2 separate regions of the Mus musculus genome follow, and region 2 is linked to region 1. Evidence: chromatin contacts called from public Hi-C data. All regions are on one chromosome and are shown on one strand. The core of a region is the stretch at or near the end of the contact, and the rest is flanking DNA. Distances in the headings are between cores, read along the strand shown. Region 1 has its middle 15 kb from the start of Gm13421. Region 2 has its middle 47 kb from the start of Gm39776.

Evidence for each region. Hi-C and Micro-C count contacts between places; a contact is called where the count stands out from the background.
Region 2: a Hi-C map of liver shows a contact between it and region 1, with 5 times the contacts expected there. The contact joins two enhancer-like sites. A contact is called at or near these places in 2 of 39 promoter capture datasets (both in liver), 13 of 484 Hi-C or Micro-C datasets (the G1E-ER4 cell line, the HPC-7 cell line, embryonic fibroblasts and 4 more), 7 of 115 datasets of contacts at active chromatin or transcription factors (VIP interneurons, embryonic stem cells, epiblast stem cells and 4 more) and 1 of 9 other capture datasets (embryonic stem cells).

Annotation. Positions count from the first base shown.
Region 1 is chr2:27,552,811-27,558,873 of GRCm38.p6, reverse strand. No RefSeq gene overlaps it. Among named protein-coding and RNA genes, the nearest start is that of Gm13421, 15 kb to the right of the region's middle. Within about 2 kb of position 4,308, at least 32 of the 459 cell types and tissues checked have an H3K27ac peak or open chromatin away from gene starts, as enhancers often do. A contact at or near this core is called in hepatocytes and liver, where this site is marked.
Region 2 is chr2:27,621,672-27,627,677 of GRCm38.p6, reverse strand. No RefSeq gene overlaps it. Among named protein-coding and RNA genes, the nearest start is that of Gm39776, 47 kb to the right of the region's middle. Within about 2 kb of position 2,542, at least 18 of the 459 cell types and tissues checked have an H3K27ac peak or open chromatin away from gene starts, as enhancers often do. A contact at or near this core is called in hepatocytes and liver, where this site is marked.

The sequences.
Region 1 (6,063 bases), core at 3,059-5,558:
CCAAACACTTGACAAGAAACAGTTTAAGGATGGAAGGTATGTTCAGGCTCCCGAGTCAGAGCATGCAGCGTATCACTGTGGTGAGGATGTGGGGGAAGGAGGCTGCTCCCTCACGTCTTGGTAGATCAAGAAACACAGAAAGGACATGCTAGCACACAGTGTGGTTGGTTGGTTGTCTGTTTGTTTTTTCTCCCTTTTTATTCAGTCTGGGACTCTAGCCCCATGGGATAGTGCTAGCCACATTCCTCTCTGAAAACGCCCTCACAGACACATCCAAGTGTGTCTCCTAGGAGATTCTAAATTCTAGTAGGTTGACAATGAAGATTAACCACCACAAGTCCAGCCCTTGTCAAGCTGACACTCAAATGTATCACTCTTAAACAACAGTCCAACCTTGGCTTCCCATCCAAAACATCTTTAGTCCAACTTCAGAAATCCCTATAGCCTGCTCAAGTGCAGTTTCTTCTGAGACTTGAGAAACTCTAAGAACTCAAATAAAAAATAAAATAATTGTTTAATTTTGTAATATGTATGAATGTTTTGTATGCATGCATGTCTGTGCACCTCATACATGTCTGGCGCCCATGGAAGCCAGAGAAAGCATCATATTTTCCAGAACTGGAGTTAGAGCATACAGTGGAGTTACAAGTGGTTATGAGCCACCATGTCAGTGCTGGGATCTGGGCCCAGGTCCTCTGCAAGTTCAGCCAGTGCTCTAACCACTGAGCAATCTGGGCATCCAAACTTATTGTTATCTTACAGGTATATTTTACCGTCATGTATGTATGTGTGCTACAGACATGCCTGGTGCCTATAGAGGTCAGAAGAGGGCATCGGATTCCCGGGAACAGATGTTTGTGAGCCACCAGGTGATTGCTAGGACTCCAAACTTGGTCCTCTGCAGGAGCAACAAGTGCTCTACAGCCCTCAATTAAAATTTTGAAAAACAAATTCTGGTTTTTACTTTTTGGGTTTTGTTTTTCCTTTTTTTAAAAGATTTATTTATTTATTTTATGTATATGAGTTATGAGTACACTGTAGCTGTCTTCGGACACACAGAAGAGGGCATCAGATCCCACTACAGATGGTTGTGAGCCACCATGTGGTTGCTGGGAATTGAACTCAGGATCTCTGGAAGAGCAGTCAATGCTCTCAACCGCTGAGCCATCTTTCTAGCCTTTTGGGGTTTTTTGTTTGTTTTTTTTTGTTTTGTTTTTTGTTTTGTTTTGTTTTTGTTTTTGTTGTTTTGTTTTTTGTGTTTTTTTTTTAAGGCACAAAGTGAACATTCTGATTCCAAAGGGGAAGAATGGAAAATAACAAGAAAAAAAAATAAGATCAAAGATAGACTATCACTCAGAGGGGCAGCAAGTGTCAAGTCCTGTCCAGAATCTGAGACTGGTGGTGGCCCCACCTGGACTCCAACAGCCTTGATTAACCCCATGCCTCCAACTCTACCATCTGAAGCACATTTAGCCTCTCCCAGGTCACCTCTACTATGTGCCTGCACTTTCCTCAGCGGATACGCCATTGTCCGGCCATCTCCAACGTGCTGGGGTCTCCACTGCAACTGACGTTCACCTTCAAGCTCCTCACAATGGTCTCTCAGAGCCTCCTTATAGGGACTCAACCCTGCTACACAGTGACTTTCTGGATCTTTGGTGCAAACCTCCACGACCCTGTAAACACTTGGATTCTGCATGTCTGCAAAACTGCCACCTCGAGGAGGATTTGAGTCATCCGGAAGCCGGGCTGGACCCCAAGGCCACAGCAGTGTGTCCTGGGAGCTGAACCTAGGAAAACAGTCCCCAGGCGGCTGGGTTTTGGAGAGTGTTTGTTAAGCAGCTTCCACCTTCTAGCCTAGTGTGGGCTCTCTACACTAATGAGGAGGCCTGAATCCAGGCTCTTCTAGTAGATCCTAGAGTAATGGCTTTGCCTCTTTAAGATGTTGTCTGTCAAAAAGGGGGGTCGCCTGGGTGCTCAGCTGCATGAAGAGCAAGCTGTCATATTCACCCCCACTTGAAGCATGGCTTCTGGCTGAAGAAGTTACACCATTTCAACCTCCCTAGAAGCCAGCATACAGTGGGCCTACAAAGGGTCTTCAGCCTGCTTTGTCCTCTGCACCTTCCATCGAAGCACTAGCCCCTTGTGGGACAGCCCGGAAGTTCATGGGCAGCACCTGTGTAAGCCTGACCAGGTCTCCATGTTATCTTGGTTCCCAGCTGCTATCACCCTGCTCCAGCTGTGGTCCTGATGGTCCTTGGATCCTACATTTGCCAAAAGACCCCTGCAGTGCCTAGTGGAGGCCCAGTGGACAGGGAAATAGCTAGCCAAGGGATGGCTGAAAGATCAGCCCAGAAGGCATCCTGAAAGGGTACAACTGCATGGATAGAGACCCTAAGGTGGGAAAAGTTAAACATTCTAGCAGGGAAGGAAGGGTGGAGCCCAGGATGGCTATGCAGGGCTGGTGGCCTACCAGGCTATGTACCTCAAAGCTCCACTTGGGTCAATGGGCAGCTTGCTTGTGAAACATGGAATGAGCCTAGGTTACTTGGCCCAGGAGCCCCTAGAGTTATATATAGTCACAGCTGTACTCTTCAAGACTTCCCCCAGACTGGAAAAGGCAGCCCCCAGCAAGTATCTCCTGCCTTTCCCAAACAGGGTCTGGTCACAGAAAACTAGCACTGGGTCCTGACTTGTGGGAAGAAGCCACTCCACCTGCAAGGCCAGACCTATAGGAAGGGATGTAGAATTGTAGCCACATCACTGACTGCACCCCTTAACAGAGGACACATATGTGAAAATGGAGGTACAGAGAGTAGTGGACTGAATGTTGCCCCCTTCAAAGACATATTCCTTGAAACTTACGACTGCCCTTGTTTGGGAAAAGATACTCTGCAAATGTAAATGGGGACAGGATCATCAAAAGAGATCAGTGGATCGAAGGCCTGAAATCCAATGACAAGTGCCACTATAGGAGACACACAAGACACAGGGGAGCAAGAGGAGGCCTTGAGAGAAGGAAAAGGAAATTTATTGACACATTCTCAACCCCAGGACTATCTGGGAGACAGGAGGAACCATCTCACTAGGAGCCTTGGGAAGAGTCAGCAGCCCCACCCCCACCCCGACATTCCATGCCCCCCCATGCCTTGATATCGAACTCTGACCTCCAGAACAGGGAAATTTGTTTTGAGCCATCCAGTTTCAGTTCGTGGAATTTCAGTGATGCAGTATCAGGCTGCTCAGAAACCTTTATCTGCTCCAAGTAAAACAGGGGCCCAGCCTGGATGTGGTGTTCTGAACATGAGCCTGGGCCCTGAGCTGCAGATTTCGCTGTCTGGAGCTTGGGGCCCAGGGAAGCTTAGGTGGGCAGAACCAGGTCCATTTTGCCTTCACTTCAGGTTTCTGAGCACCCAAGTGTCCAGCTGTGGCCGGTGACAGCAGGTATCCTAGAACCCCACGCACATACAGTCAGTCTGGCTGACTCTTCCCCTGTGGCTCAGTGAGTGTGGTACTGGCAGAGGGCAGACAAAAAAGGCAGACCCCAGTTCAACAGAAAGAGCAAAGGCTACCAGGGACCATAGGACAAGGTCAGTGTCACCGAGTCAGGATTGGGGTACTCAGGAGGATCCCTCTTGGGGAGCTTCAACCGAGCACAGCATGTGCCTCTAGATCAGTGGTTCTCAACCTGCGGGGTGTGACCCCTCTGAGGGTCACCTAAGACCACCAGGAAACAGATATGTACATAATGATTCAGAACAGTAGCAAAATTACAGTTATGAAGTAGCGATGAAAATAATTTTATAGTTGGGGTCACCACAACAGAAGGAACTGCTGTAAAGGGCCACGACAGTAAAAGGTTGAGAACACTGCTCTAGGCGGATGATAGAAATTTGGTCCCTGCCCTGAATCTCAGCCTTCCACTTCTCCAGCACAGCTAGACCTCCAGAATGAGAAGAAAGTTGTCTCCTTGTCCATCCCCAGCCAATAGCCTCCGATTCCACAGAAACAACTGATGAAAGAGAAACAGAGCGAGTGCCCTCATCCAGGCTGCCTCGGGGTTCTGCAACAGCACAGGACACCAGGGGAGCCCAAGAAGGCTCTGGAACAACCTGAAAAGCAGATGACTTACTCTGAGTCATGCCTAGTCTCAAGGGCCTGGGGCTCTGTCCCTCCCTCCTTCAGGCCCTTAGGACTCTCCCAGGGAGCTGGTAGTAGGTTATTTATATATTGGAGGAAGAGCAGCCCCAGCTTGGACCATGCAGAACTTCCGGTCCTTCAGCCAAGGGGCCAGAGCAGGATGGAAGCACTCTAGAGGCGGCTGGGTCAGGCACGAAAGGTCTCTGGACCGACGCCGACCCTGGGAATACTGTGTCCCCTCATGTGCCTGCACGTCCGGGGGTCAGTGGTTGTTTTATTAATAGAGGGCCCCAAGGAGAAGGCTCACCCCGCTGGATGGTCATTCACCTCCCTATAGAAACAGAAGAGCATCCAGGGAAGGCTAAACTAGAAGCACAAGGGCATCCCCCAGAGGGACACAGCCTTAGTCACTCATAGGGGCATCTCCCAGAGAGAGCTTGGCCTCAGTCATCCTCTGCCATGAGAAATAAAAAGCTAATTTGCCAGATCTCTGGCTCCAGCAGGCAGCAGCTACTTTAAAATTGACACCAGTCTCATTGAGACACAGGAAAAGCAACACACAGTCTGAGCAGTAGCCTATCTGCAAGACACTGGAATAGTCAGAGGTGTCCACCTGAGCCAGTCATACACACCAAAAATTTCAGCCCAGCCCTGTGAGTCTTCAAAGCCACTGACTGGTTGGTTGTATCTTTCCAGGGCCATTCACAAAAACAAAACAAAACAAAACAAAACAAAACAAAACAAAACAAAACAAAACAAAACATGGTGCTGGAGAGATGGCTCAGTGGTTGAGTCCTGACTGTTCTTCCAAAGGTCCTGAGTTCAAATCCCAGCAACCACATGGTGGCTCACAGCCATCTGTAACAAGATCTGACACAAGATCTGACTCCCTCTTCTGGAGTGTCTGAAGACAGCTACAGTGTACTTACATATAATAAATCTATAAATCTTTTTAAAAAAAGATGATCAGGTTTACAAAAATACAAACTATGTCCTCAGAGAATCTGGTGAGTGAATTGGGCTTCATGGCTCACATTTCCTGGGTAGTATGAAAAAAATCCCCAGGGCATTTCCTAGTTGCTATATAACAAAGACCTGACAAGACCAACTTCAAGAAGGGATGGTGCTGGTGGGGCTCACAGTCATCAGAGCTAGGAGGGAAGGTCACATGGCATCCGTGCCGAGGATGCAGACAGAGCTCAGCCCACTTTCTCCTTATTTAGGCTAGCACCCCAGCCCGTGAGACGGTACTGACCAGTTTCAAGGTGGCTCCTCCTACCTGGACAAACACAATCTAGAAAACTCCTCGAGGACATGCCTAGACATTTGTCTCATAAGTGACACTGGATCCTATCAACTTGACAGTCAACATTAATCATCGCATGTGGAATTGCATGTATGCACAATACATATGCAATGGGAGGTGACTGGTCCACCACAGCACTTACTAGAGACCCAAAACATAACTATGTACCAAGCCACAAGCCCAGGGCATTCCCTAGCACCCCAGAGTCCTCTGGAGCTGTAGACCCCAGTTCAGTTTGTGCATGTCAGTCAAGGTACTAGAACAGGATCAAAACACTCCAAAACTGGCCGGCGACACCTCCCCACCATCCTGTGTGTGTGCATTCCAAGTTTTAGTTTCTCCATCTGGAATCAGGACAGGCATAGCTGGGTCTCCCAAGCTTGCTCCAAAGCCAAGTCTGAGGCCCACATTATGTATTTCTCTGATCAATTCCTTTGGAAAAAACAAACAAACAAACAAACTGAAGCCCAGTCTGGATGGGCAAATTGTCCAAGCCAAAGAGAAGTGGGAATGCAGCCCTGCCCAAGGCTTGGAGGTGGGGGAGCAAAAGTTCCTTTCCTCGGGACCCAAGACCAGTTTGGCTTTTCCAGAGCCTCCGCACCCTGAGTGGTGCAAGT
Region 2 (6,006 bases), core at 1,293-3,792, 71 kb before region 1:
CCTCCCACCCTTTCATCCATCTACCCATCTGCTTACCATTAGCCACCCACCCATCCATCCATCCATCCATCCATCTACCTACCTATCCACCTGTTATCTGTCCATCTATCCATCCACATTTCCTTTCCTTCTTCCCACCCATCCTCCCATCTTCCATCCATCTATCCAGATATTACCTGTCCATCCATCCATTTAATTCTCTGTCATCCAATACCCCTTCAGGATTCACTCAGCACCTATCACATGTCTTAACCTTGACCAGTCTCACAAACTCATCCACTGGTTACTGCCCTTGAGGACAGACATGGAGACAAAGAAAAACAGCATGAATCGTGTGCAAGCACATCTGTTGGGGTGCCCTGGATATGCATTGCTATAGCATCATCTCATCTGGGGATTCTTGTTGGGCCTTACCAGCCTTCCCTGGGTCTAAGTTTTATATTTTTAGAGGAAATATGGGGTGATGACAGGGCCTCTTCTCAGGGTGGCTGCCAGGGCCCTCTTGGGCCTCTATCTGTTTCCCTTGCCTTTGTAGATCTACTGTGAGGCCTGGTACCTGCTTGTGAATGATTGCTGGGCCTCATGGTGACCTGGGACTACCAGGTCCCTGCACATGGACGAGTGGTGTTCTCATGAGAGGAGGCTTCCCACTCCACCTCCAGGACTCAGAGGCTTTGAAAGGCTCATCCAATCCTGCTCAACAAGACTGGTCCATTCCTGGACATGTTAGAGCTTCTGGTTCCTTGTCTTTCCAAGATAATCACTTAGAAAGCCTATGTGCTAGAGAAGCCTTAGCCAAGGCTGAGGGCCACAGCCTTGACCATCAGTCCTGGCACAGGAGAACACATTTCCCAGCACATACTGCTTAATATTTAACCTCCTGCAGAGCTTCCAACTGCTAATGACGTGACATTAACTCTGCACAAATAAGAGGGTTCAGAGGAGCCAACCCCAGTCCACAGGGCATAGGCCAAACACTACCTCCCTCTGGCCTTTGAATTCCTCAAGCCAGGGCTAGGAACAAGGGTCTTAGTTTACCATATCATGCTGTAGGGGTCTGAGGGGCTGCAGTAGAGGCCCTTAGGGGCTGTAGTGGAGGGCCTCAGGGGTTTCAGTGGAAGTCTCAGGGGGATATATTGGGGACCTCAGGAGATGCAGTGGGAGGGCCAAGGGATGCAATAGGCAGGAGGACTCAGGGGATTCAGTGGAGCGCCTTGGAGGCTGCAGTGGGAATCTCAGGAGATGCAGTAAGAGCCTCAGGGAGATGGAGTGGAAATCTCAGGGGGCTGTAGTGGAGGTATCAGAGGATGCACTGGGGGTTCTTCAGGGATACAGTGGAGGTCTCAGGAGCAACGTTCTCTCTGACTATTGTTTCTAGTCTCTCACAAAGCTGCCTCCACCTCTGCTGAAGTCATCCAGAAGTGGGCCATAACTAATTTTCCTGTCTTTTCTGTCCTCCAGTGTGCCCAGGGAATAAACCACAATTGTCTTTCTTAGGCTGGACAAGGATGAGGTGCCAGGGTAATACCTGGAAACGCATTTCTGGTATAGGAAAAGGCTGGAAACGGAAGTGCTCTTCCCAAAGTAGGCTTCTGCTACAGCAGAAATAACACATTGTCCCAGGAGTGGGGCAGGCCACCTGGGCCCTGTTGAGGGTTATCCCTGAAGCAGTAACTGCCCAGACAAAGAAAGCCAAGGGGTACAGACAAGGCTTGGGGTATCCTGAACCTCAAAGGAGCAGCACTAGACAGACTGCCCTCACCTCTAGAAGCTTTTCCCAGGTGTCTGTGGGTCTCCTGTTCCCAGCACTAACTGTTAACACTCCCTCTGTGGCTGTTGACTTCCTGAGGAAGACTTCAGACCTCACTGGATCCAGAACTCATTCCAAATCTTTGTCCAGCTCAGCAGCTAACTCATCCACTAGATAGCTCAAGGAGCAGAAAGATAGGGTAGAAGACCAAGAGCTCTTCAACTACCTCAGGCCCAGGGAGTCCCCTCTGAACCTGCAGCCTGGCCCAGTTTCTGTTTACATTTGCAAATGAAGGTAGTAGGGGGAACTGAATGTGTGAGAAGTAAGTTTGGGGCTGGAAACCAAGCCTAGTGGGTATTTATGTTTTCTGTCCTGTGTGTGGTGGCAATTCCCTGACAACAGGAGCTGCTCTCCTCTGTTCTCTTTAAGTAAGAGAACCACCTAGCTCACTGAGTCTGGGCAAACCATGCCCACTTGCCCCAAATCTGTCTAGAGAGGGCTCTACCCCCTGTAGCTGTCTCTAATGTTAACCCACATCTGGCCCATCTGGTCAGCTCTTGAAGTCTTTTTAGAGTCAAAGACCAACAGGGCTTGTTCTGAGGGGCTTAGACTCCAGAGCTGCTGCTGGGAACTAAAGCTCTAACCCCACACTTCCACAAAAAGAATTTCCAGAGTGAACAACCTGCCCCCCACCCCACCTCCACCTCCAGTCCACAGAGTTCCAGGAACCAAGTGTTCCTGCCACCTCCAGCCACTTTAATGGTTTGGGCCTGGGCGTGGCAGGGGGAGGCAGGTAAACATTTGGGGACAGTAAATAAATCAATAGGGCAGGTGAGGTAAGAGTCCCTTCACCTTTGGCCACCATTAGACAAGTCTCTCTCTCTCTCTCTCTCTCTCTCTCTCTCTCTCTCTCTCTCTCTCTCTCCTTGTCCTGTCCTCTGTCTGTTTGCTTAGATAGGGACAGATGGACAGCAGAGTAAACAGGGACCCAATGGGTAGCTAGCCAAGGGGACACAGGGAGGGGACAGCCTTAGCAGAAGTCAGGTTGAGCCCCAGATCAGAGTGGATCAAAAGCAAGCACAGAGCTGACTGAGCCCAGAGCCAAAGAGTTACACATAGCCCAAGGCTAGCCCCAGACACCACAGTCCCCAGAGCTCATCCCACAGACCTAACATGAGACAGAAAGACTCTACCATGTGGCACCTCATGGCACCAGTCAGAAGCACAGTCAGGGCCTGGCTTCTAGTCGTCTGTCCTCTATGTCCTCAGAATGAGTTCAGGGGGCCCATGATATGGAGTCCTAGAAAGTGGGATACTCTGCTGTCCTCTGTACCCTGCCCACTTATCTCAGCCACTCAGTTCAGGGCACAAGTTGTGTTTGTATGTTGGGTTCAGATCCACAGCCTATATTGGCTGTGAATTTTCTCTCTACCAAGCCTCCAGAATGTTCTGAGGAAGTGAGACCCAGGGCTGTCCCGCTGGTCATCGCAGTGCATGAATGTCAGAGTAGGGGACACAGGGCTCACAGACGACTCACCCAAAGGACATGGATACAGCTCGTGGTAGAGTGCAAGTCTGGCCATAAGGGTCCTGGCTTTCCCTAGCAGTGAGCAGCAGTTTACCCACAGCTCCCCATGGCCCACCTGCTCAAAATGGAACTCTGGCCAGTGTGAGCCACAGTGTGTAAGGTGGGAAGAGAGGGACAACCCAAGTCCACCGGCCTCTCAGACAGTGCTTACAACAGGATCAGCACCCCTGCAGCCCACCTGCCAACTCAGCGGGGCATATCCACTCATGGCCTCTTCTCTGCACTGTACCAGCCCCACTCCTTGCCTGGCAGGAGCTCTGCCTTCTAACCTTGGTTAAGAACCTGCCTGGGAACACATCCCGAATCCCCACCCTGCAGCACCCTAGTGGGGCTGTGGCCTCCACTCTCACCCCCATGATTTCTTGGGAAAGTGGGAACAACACACATCCTCTGATGCATGAATTCATGTGACAGTGGTAGTCAGGGCAGCTGATGCCTGGATTGATAGGTTGGCCTGAGGATGTTATGGAAAGCGAGGTAGCAGGTCCCACCGCTCAGAACCTGCTTTGTGGGTGAACTCCAACGAGGACTCACTGTCAAAAGGGTATGCGTTTGCTCTGCCAGCTCTACACTCAGCCAAGGCTGAACATCAGCTGAGGACCTGTGAAGGAAACATACCCCCAACAGGAGAAGACTCTCTTTTGATTGTAAAGAAAAATATAATAAATTAATTTGGGACTTTCACACCAAAAAAGTTAGTCCTCCTGGGGATCATGAACTCTCCCATTTTGGGCAAACTGCACAAAACCTGTGTTGTTCTCTCCTTTCTTTTTTTTCTTTTTTTAGGTTTTTGTTTTTTGTTTTTAGGATTTATTTACTCTATGTATATGAGCATACCATCACTCCTTTCAGACACACCATAAGAGGGCATCAGATTCCATTACAAATGGTTGTGAGCCACCATGTGGTTGCTGGGATTTGAACTCACGACCTCAGGAAAAGCCATGAGTGCTCTTAACCACTGAGCCATCTCTCCAGCCCGTTCTCTCCTTTCTTTAGTGACTGTTATAATTAGCAGTAATTGTAGACCTGACAAAACCTGGAATTGCATGTGCCACCTGTTTCTGGGCATGCCTGTAAGGGATCATCTTGATTGCGATAAGTGAGGTTGGAGGACCTGTCCACCATGGGTGGCACCACTCCCTGGCTGGGATTCGGGACTGTGTAAGTGGAGACAGGGAGCTGAGCAGCCACCTGCATTCATCTCTTTCTGCTTCCAGATTGCGGATGTGACATGACCAGCTGAATTCCTCAATATGATGAAAATGTATCCTAGAACTATGATTCAGGATAAGCACTCCCTCCCTTAAATTGTTTTTGTCAGAGTTTCCTCACAGCAATGGGCAAAGAAATTAAGACAGTGACCAATGACAGACATTGACTCTGAAAACAACCTGTCTTTCCCCCTCTGTCTTCAGCAGTCCTTAACTTTTCTTCCAGCTCCACATTTCAGTTCTGTTCCAATATGCTTTTTGTTTTTTGTTTTGAGACAAAGTCTAACTATGTGGCGCTGACGGCCTTGGGACACACTATTTAGACCAGTACTGCCTCCAGTTTACAGAGGTCTGCCTTTCCTCTACTTTCCTAGGGCTGGGACAAAGGAGTGCCTGGCCATGTCAGGCTTTAATGTGCTTAGTTTTTCAAGCTGCCAAGATGTATCCAGGTGTGTAACTTTGTATGCATGCATGTAACATTGCAGAAGAGTTTCCAACTGGAAAGTCTGGTGTAGTGCTGCATACCTCAAACCTAGCATCTAGGATACAAAGACAGGGCGTTTGTGAATTTGAGGCCAGTCTGATCTATATAATGATTCCCAGGCCAGACAGAACTGCCCTCTGGGACCCAGACTCAACAACAATTCTTACCTTGCCCCACCCCTCCCCCCAGCCTCCGTTGTGGTGTTGGGGACAGAGCACAGGGCCTCACGGTTGCTAAGCAAGCACCTTACCACTTCACTGCCCTCCAACTTACCCTTAAAATATTCTCTGGGAAAACACATAGCCCTTCAACAGACCTTGTGTCATCTGGAGGCTTTCTCCAGGGCCCCTGGGGGTCTAACACATGGGTTTGGGAGCACTGTAAGCTGCAGGGCTGTGGGAGGCAGACAGGTCTTCAGGGCTCCTGGCTTAGTCTCCTAAATGCTTAGCCTGGGGAAAGCCCTGCCAATCCCTGCCCCACATCCTTCTGCCCTACTGAATACCTGGAAAATTCGAGTAAGCCATTACTCTTGTTGGAGAGGAGAGGAGACATCACCCCCATACAGGGCATGACGCCTGCCATCTGGGGATCTAGGTGGGAAACCAGACCTTGGAATAATAATTAAAACAAACAAAAACAAAACAAACAAACAAAACCCTCACTCAGATAGGAAGAGAAAGCTGTGCAGGCACGTAGCCAGGTGAAACACCCAGTGTCTCTGCCTGCCAGGTTGCAGGACACACACACACACACACACACACACACACACACACACCACTGCCAGTCTCAGAAACAATCCCTACCCAGCAGCACAGAGCAATGTAGCAGGGTCATCAGTATTAATATTAGTTATTGCTATTGATTTCAGCTTTAGGAAATTGATTTTCAGTCCAGGCTCTTTTCTCGGGCCCTCTTCAGAAGACACATGGACACGGTCCCTCTAGATTCTAGAGTCTAGAAGCTGCCTGCA